2 separate regions of the Bombyx mori genome follow, and region 1 is linked to region 2. Evidence: chromatin contacts called from public Hi-C data. All regions are on one chromosome and are shown on one strand. Each heading gives the region's core, a stretch centred on a gene start, on an enhancer-like site or on the middle of the called end of the contact. The rest is flanking DNA. Distances are from core to core; before and after follow the strand shown. Region 1 holds the start of LOC110385201. Region 2 overlaps LOC101744937 (rho GTPase-activating protein conundrum).

Evidence for each region. Hi-C and Micro-C count contacts between places; a contact is called where the count stands out from the background.
Region 1: a contact with region 2 is called in a Hi-C map of whole pupa, with 1.8 times the contacts expected there. The contact joins the promoter of LOC110385201 here to the enhancer-like site in region 2. A contact is called at or near these places in 2 of 7 Hi-C or Micro-C datasets (both in whole pupa).

The regions. Positions count from the first base shown.
Region 1 is chr5:1,729,466-1,733,293 of ASM3026992v2, reverse strand. It overlaps LOC110385201, which reads left to right and starts at 1,756. Exons shown (of 5, transcript XM_062668532.1): 1 at 1,756-1,926. LOC101744937 (rho GTPase-activating protein conundrum) reads left to right here and starts at 1,653. Exons shown (of 13, transcript XM_012690418.4): 1 at 1,653-1,778. The coding sequence starts at 1,749. It overlaps LOC101741911 (a long non-coding RNA gene), which reads right to left and starts at 1,721. Exons shown (of 2, transcript XR_209754.4): 1 at 1,580-1,721; 2 at 1,156-1,463.
Region 2 is chr5:1,632,511-1,636,212 of ASM3026992v2, reverse strand. All of the region lies in intron 3 of LOC101744937 (rho GTPase-activating protein conundrum), which reads left to right. Among protein-coding and RNA genes, the nearest start is that of LOC134198975, 4.5 kb to the right of the region's middle. Within about 2 kb of position 1,617, at least 5 of the 8 cell types and tissues checked have open chromatin away from gene starts, as enhancers often do.

The DNA of each region.
Region 1 (3,828 bases), core at 507-3,006, 97 kb before region 2:
GTGGCTTAAATAGTAAAACGCCTGATGTTATCGAAAGACGCGGTTATATCTTGGTTCATCATCGCTAAACTCAAGTGGTTGCCAATTCACCTTCGCCGTAATACTTCTTTATTTACTATATTTTAGTCTCAGAATACAGTGTAATCTGTATTCTGAGATTTTAGTGTGCAATAACGTATGTTCTCTCTCTCTTAGACTTAGAACTCGGGTCTAAGGTGGGTGGCCGCATTAACGTGTTTGATGTCTATGGGCTCCGTGACAATTTAACACTAGGTGGGCACGTCCATCCATCGTAGCAATAATAAAAAAACAACAGAAACTAGAAATGATATACCAATCAACGATTAGTAGGCATCATTTTGTATATCATTGGTATATCAACGAATACAATTTGAACGAAGATTTCTATGTTACTAATACATTCAACTGTTCCGCTTATGTATTCCCATAATTCCGTTATTTATTTATTTATTTATTCGAAACTGTATACCAACATTAATAAGCGATCTTTGCGTAATGTTGGTACCGAGATCCTTAAGGCGGCTCGCTTTGAGATAAAATCAAAGCATAGCGGTAACCGGCTGAAGTTGTTAGCGGTTACATTGATTAACTGGTATTTCTCAGTAATTGAACGATCTTGTTAAGCTGTTTTCGAGCCATGTTACGATAAACAATATGGTTTTATTAATAGTCAAATAAATGTGATTATAACAATAATTTTCACGGATCTCTCATCATGGGGTTTTGGAACACACGTAATGATCGGGTATTCATAAAAAGTGAAAATCGCGGTAAGAACTTATATACATATAGTGTATAAAGTGTAGTGTATAGATTAAGATTCAACGATTCTTTATAAGTATAATAATTATCTCAGCAGGCAGCAGCGTCAGCACACTCATCGAAGGTTATGATTTTCATCGAAATGCAAGTTAACCCACAGACAGTCCAGACACTGAGTTTCTCTCCGAATTCTCTCAGTGGATCGTGGTTCTGATTTGGGGTAGATTCAGCGAAGCGCTGCTCTTCTTACTAGGGCTGATGTTATCATAGTGTCAGGCTGAGACCCGTAAGCTCGCCTACATACCCGATGAAGTCAGGATATCCCCTCGAGGCTATTAGGCAGTGGGTAGGAAAAAAGAAAAAATTCTGCCATACTTGTTTGTTGGTTTATTTATTTTTTGTAAAATGGAAACAGAGAAAGCTTTATTGTACACCAAAACACAATTAACATTCAAAATCAGTCAACAGGCAGGTACCTATAATTGTACAATGGGCGTTCTTATAGCTAAAAGCGATCTCTTTCGTTTTATCCACAAAAATTCTGAAAACTGAGTATTGGCTAAATTGAATGGAACGTAATTTTATAACAAATACAATGCTTTTTCATTATTACAATAATATGTGTAATTACGATAAACTTGAATCTAATTGACTTGATTGCATAGGGCGTCGACCTGAAACTTAAAATAAAAACGAACAAGTTGCAAAATAAAATACAAGAATACGTGTATTTTAAAAGTATCACCTTATTTTGCTTATAAAAATAACATTGTAAATAATACAAGTAGGTACTTACTTGGTTCACACTGCGCCATCTCGAATACATTATCTTCTTTATCAATGGAGGTACGTTTCATCTCGAATGTTTATCTGTTTTTATTTAGTTTATTGTTTGTGTCAGTTGGAAAATTGTCACTTTTAAATAATATAGTTGTGCGATTTGTTGTTTTTGTTGTGTTTTTCAAATGTTGCAGTGTGAAATCGATTCTTATAAGGTATCAATCAAATAACGTATTTTGAATGTTGTTTTTGTTTGTCTTTTTGAAAGTTGTGACTTATGTGTGTGGTCTGACTTTTAAAATAGAGGGCCTTCTTCTATCATATAATAGACAGGGCAACGATTACAGAAAACGAAGAAAGAAGGTAACGTAGTGCTGCCTATTTCTAACTGCATAGCACCACAATCCATGCAATTTACAGATTTACACTTGCATGTCAAGCCTCAGATTTATTTATGTATTCTGTTTTCTCTTTTATTTTGATGACATTGAAGCTTGTCAATGTCAAATAGATATCCTAGACATCAGAAGAGGAAATGGTGTTCAACTGATATTTGTTTTTATCATAGATTTTTTTTATGTCACTAGACTAAATCTAATGGCCTATAGTGACATATTATTGGAATTATAAAGCGAGTAATGGCTAAGCCTTTATTCGAGGATTTTTAATTATGCCTAATAATTTATCTTATTGATATTTTGTACTTGAGACGTTAATATTATGTCGACGCTAGTAGACAGCGGCACTGAAGCTTCAGTTGACCATGGGCTTCGGTGACCGTTTAAAAGCAGGTGACTCGTGTCTTCGCGTCTCTCATTCGGGAACAATAAAAGAGGTTAACGATAAAGGTAGAAGTTTAGTGACTTATCCCTACTCGCAGCTTTCAACAGGCAAAAACTTACATGCATACACCCAATGTTGTTTGTGGACATCCTTAAAGGTCAAAGGTATTTTACATAACAAGCATTAGAGGACAATAATATATGTTTTATGGTAAATCTGCTATTGACATGAATAACAGAACGTGTAAATAATCTCAGTTCACTATTTTAACTTGAAAACCGGTTTCGTCAGATTTATGGCGTGTCTTTCATCTTTGCAATAATTTAACATCCATTTGTATTTGAATTATAACGTTACTAGGGACCCGCCCTCGCTTCGCTTCGGAAAATCTAATTTATTATTGATTTCTCCACTATTTAATGGATGTTATTATACATATAAACCTTCATCTTCAATCACTCTATCTATTAAAAAAAAACCGCATTAAATCCTGTTGCGTAGTTTTAAAGATTTAAGCATACATAGGGATATAGGGACAGAGAAAACGACTTTAATCTTCAATTTTAAATAATTATCCGCTATAAACTATGCTGATATAGAAACTTCATTGGATTTTTTGGAAATTCGAGGAGTTTCACGTCTTTATTCCACTTGTGCACTTTCTTACTCACACATTATATGGTAAACATTCGCAATTACAACGAAATCTAAAGAAACACTTGTAATCGATAATTATGGTCAATCTCACTTCAGATATTCCATTCGATATGTTATTTTTGTTCTTTATTTCTTGTCTCGAAATCCCTAATACCAGGGTTGTGAGTTTTTCAGTTCATCTCTATTTACCAAACATGGTTAGTGGTAACTGTTCACCAACAGGCTATTGTCAGCTCGCCACAATATTATCTTAATCTTAATCAATATAATATTATCACAATATTATATATAGTATTATCGATCACAATTACAAAATACACAAATCGAAACTTGCTCTTGGCAACTCTAGTAGTGACGCATCTCTAATATAGAAGATGCGTGTCTATGCATTATTATAGTCTATGGTCCGTGTCCTAGTAAGGTAAACACGTGTGGTCTCCTACAAGGTTGGGTCCTATAATAATATACAATGAGCAATGGAATTTTGTTTGTTTTGGTCTCAATTTACCCACCTGTTTATTCATAATTTGTTTATTCACAATGAACTTTGTTGTTGTAATTAACTTAGTTTTTATTTAATTTCATATAGCGTGTAAACGATTCTTTAGGTTATTCTATGTAAATTAAAAAAATTGTACCTTTTGAAGACTCACCCCTAGTAAAAATTATTTAAATTTGATTATTTATTGGTGTCGTCACGTGGTGGAGTCAAGCAAGAGGTCATTTTTACTTTAAGCCAAAATTGTTTTTTTTTAATCGAATAATTTGGCGGACAACCACAGACAATCATAGACAGGCCAAGACCTTCGTTCTTAAAACAAAAAA
Region 2 (3,702 bases), core at 368-2,867:
CAAGTATGTGAAGAAGAAGGTATCTAATTTATTCTTCTCAGTAACAGCTTTCTGAGAGAATTATTGTTTTTTAAAACGGTCTAAAACGGTCTAACCGGTCTAAAATATGATTTCAAATATTTTTCATTCATAATTAAAATCGGGAGAGTTCGTATGACACAATGCGCGTTTAAAAATATGTTGATGACAAAAAAAAACATGCGAAGGAACGAAAATAGTCTGTCTAGACGCGATGCATTTCTGAAACGACGTAATTTCCGGTGCAGAGGTGTAAGTTCTTCCAACAAACAGCCACAGAGCACCTCACATTGATCTGTAGGTTTAAAATTCTATTAAAGACAAATAAAATTTGTATTTCTATTTCAGAAACCTTGAGGAGCATTAACAAAGACAACATCAGTAACCGTAAATTATTTAAAATCGCATTTTTTCTGTTTACCAACCACGGAAACACCGAAACGGTTTTTCCAAAGAAATAATTTCGAATGATTCTATAAATACGTGACCATAATAAAGGCGGGAGCGTCGCGCCGCCCGCCCAGTGCAGTCCGACGCGCGACGCGGCACGACGTTTGAATAGAAACGTCATCGCGACGTGACGTTACACCGCTGTCACGCTGTCATTATTGATGTCTGTCAACGTCATCGTTTGACGGGACGAATACGTAATGCAGCTATTTCTGTGTCCAGAAACTTGCGTCTTTTTAACAGTCAATAACAGTATTAAAAATAAATCGCGGATGTGTACAATAATATCCTAAGCACAGTAAACAGTGAAAGATGAGAGTAGCATTAGTTAATATTAACATTAGTTCGGACCCATATTTATTATACATATCATACAAATGTTAACAGGTTTTGTGTCAGTGTTGATGTTATTGGGATCGTTTGATAAAAGAAAATGCATCAATTTGGGAGCATGAAAAGCATTCAGCACAATATTGTTTACATCACAAATACATTTAAGAGATTTTGAATTAAGGACTTTTCAAATTATTATAAAAACATTGTATAATATTTATAAAATTTATTGGAAATAGGGCAGTTTTTTTTAATTAGCTAGGTGTACTTTCTCCTTTTTTATACTAGGTAGCGTCTCGATTGTGGAATATGTGTTTACTAAACATTAAAACTATCGATGGCATATCATAAGATCATACTTAGACTTGTCTACCCTTTGCCAAAAATTGCCTAAAAAAATAATTAGGAGAACTAAAGAAAAACACGCCAAATATCTCCGACTGCCTTATCCGACTGTTGCACTATGGTAATGATGAATGTAAATGATTCTCGTATCAAACACGTGGCCATTAGGACGTAACCCACTGACTTCCTTCTTCAGTTCTTGGCAGGCATCATCGAAACAGACCGCGCATTGTATTTCTTGTATTTCAGTCACGTTTGTAAGTAGCATTATACGGTCTTCGTGTCAATTTTTTAGACCGCGGATCTTCTTTGAACGTATAGCGACAGATTGCGTAAGAAGTTTGAATCAGCATTTATCAGATGTCGGATCATAAATTTATCGATAATCAGTGAACATTTGACGTCGCATAGCCTATGACTAAAGGAATATCGAGAGGGAGAGAAATGCATTACTCATAAAACTTATCGTAATTTCGCGTAGTTTGAGTCATCGAGTGCAGAGATCACGTATACAATTATATGATGTTACCAGCGTCTGCAGTAACGATAAATATATCGAGATGTGAAAGGCTATTTGTTTTAAGCAACACTTTTGCAATTTACAGGCATTTAAAGTTTAAATTTTGAAAAAAAAAAATTATAACAATTTTTTTTTTTCAGCTAATTGAATGGGGTAAATTTAATGGAAGTTCAATTAAAAACATCGCATTGTTGATGCTAATACCAAATAAAACGGACCTTTAATTACAAATATTACTGGTGGTAGGACCACTTGTGAGTCCGCGCGGATAGGTACCACCGCCCCGCCTATTTCTGCCGTGAAGCAGTAATGCGTTTCGATTTGAAGGGTGAGGCAGCCGTTGTAACTATACTGAGACTTTAGAACTTGTATCTCAAGGTGGGTGGCGCATTTACGTTGTAGATGTTTATGGGCTCCAGTAACCACTTAACACCAGGTGGGCTGTGAGCTCGTCCACCCATCTAAGCAATAAAAAAAAATATATGTCAATGTCGCGCCACCCACCTTGACATATAAGTTCTAAGATCTCAGTATAGTTACAACGGCTGCCCCACCCTTCAAACCGAAACGCATTACTGCTTCACGGCAGAAATAGACAGGGCGGTGGTACCCACCCGCGCGGACTCACAAGAGGTCCTACCACCAGTGTCGCTTTCCCAATACCAATGCGTGCTAGCGCCAAAAGCAATTTACATTTTATAATTCCTTCAAAAAAGAACCGACTGCTAATGTATCCCATATTGGGAGTTCGTCTAACGGTAGCACATAGCCTAAATAGTTATAATTGTATGCATTTATAACCGCGTTTGAAGTGTTTATGAATGCAGTACGTAACATAAAGCAAGGCGTGTGTTTTAAAAAACAAAATGGCGTCACATACAAAAATGTCGGAGTATTTTTTATCACATCCGTATATTGGTGTACTGGTAATTGAACTTATAAAATAAAATATAAAAAACCCGAACTTGTCAAAACTATATCGAGGGGTGAAACGCGACATTTCGCTTAATATTGTGGATGTCTATGGGCTCCAGTAACCACTCAACACCAGGTGGGCTGTGAGCTCGTCCATCCATCTCAGCAATAAATAAATAAAACCGAGAAATTTGATAATTGTAACGTGGAAAGAAAAAAAAACATAAAGCTTTAATGATAATTTAAATAATTATACACACTAATACTTGTCATACATTTCTCAATCATTTTTACCGCAGAAAGAACCTTGTCTTGAGATAGTATTCTCATTCGACATTTCGTTATAATTTTCTTAATATTTTCTGAGTGACTAACTATTTGTTTCGTCTTTTGAAACAAATGCTAATCGATGGTACGCATGCAGATACGGACTTTCATTCAGAATAAATTGGCTATTCACATGGAGTAGACCTTGAGTGTGGTTTCGTTGGCCTCAAAGGCCACTTTAACATGACCTTATCTCACAATTTAGTTGTATCCCACAATTCCACCTGCCTTAAATTCGGAAACGGTGTTACTGAAACGGGAGCTTACCCTTTACATTGGTTGTCGAGTTGATTGTACATCTCTGGCTCTCATTCTCGCGGCGATCATATATTAAATATCAATATATTTGATAGAATTGTAAACTTTTCAACAAAATAATAATAATATGAAATTGGATGCTGCAGTTTTTGCGTGATATATATTGCGTGATACAAATGTACAAACAAGTATAACCTTAAGATTATAGTAAAGATTATATTGTTGTCTTTTCCTTAATTGTGTCGAATAAATTAGTCAATAATAAGTAATAGTAAAAAAGTCATTATTATTTAATGCGCATTTAAACGTTCGTTCACCAAAAAATTTCCAAGTAAAATAATAATAATAAATCTGGCAGCCCTGTGCGAATAAAAAAAAATATACGTCACAGATAGGTACGTTATTGATTTTGGCAACTGTATTGTTTTTATTTAGTATTCAGTTCAGTGTTGCAAGTGCACTACGGGTTGTGATTTAGTAGAAATTGTGAAAATTCAAATAAATATTTATGTGTGTCATGGGTGCTTTGTGTCGTT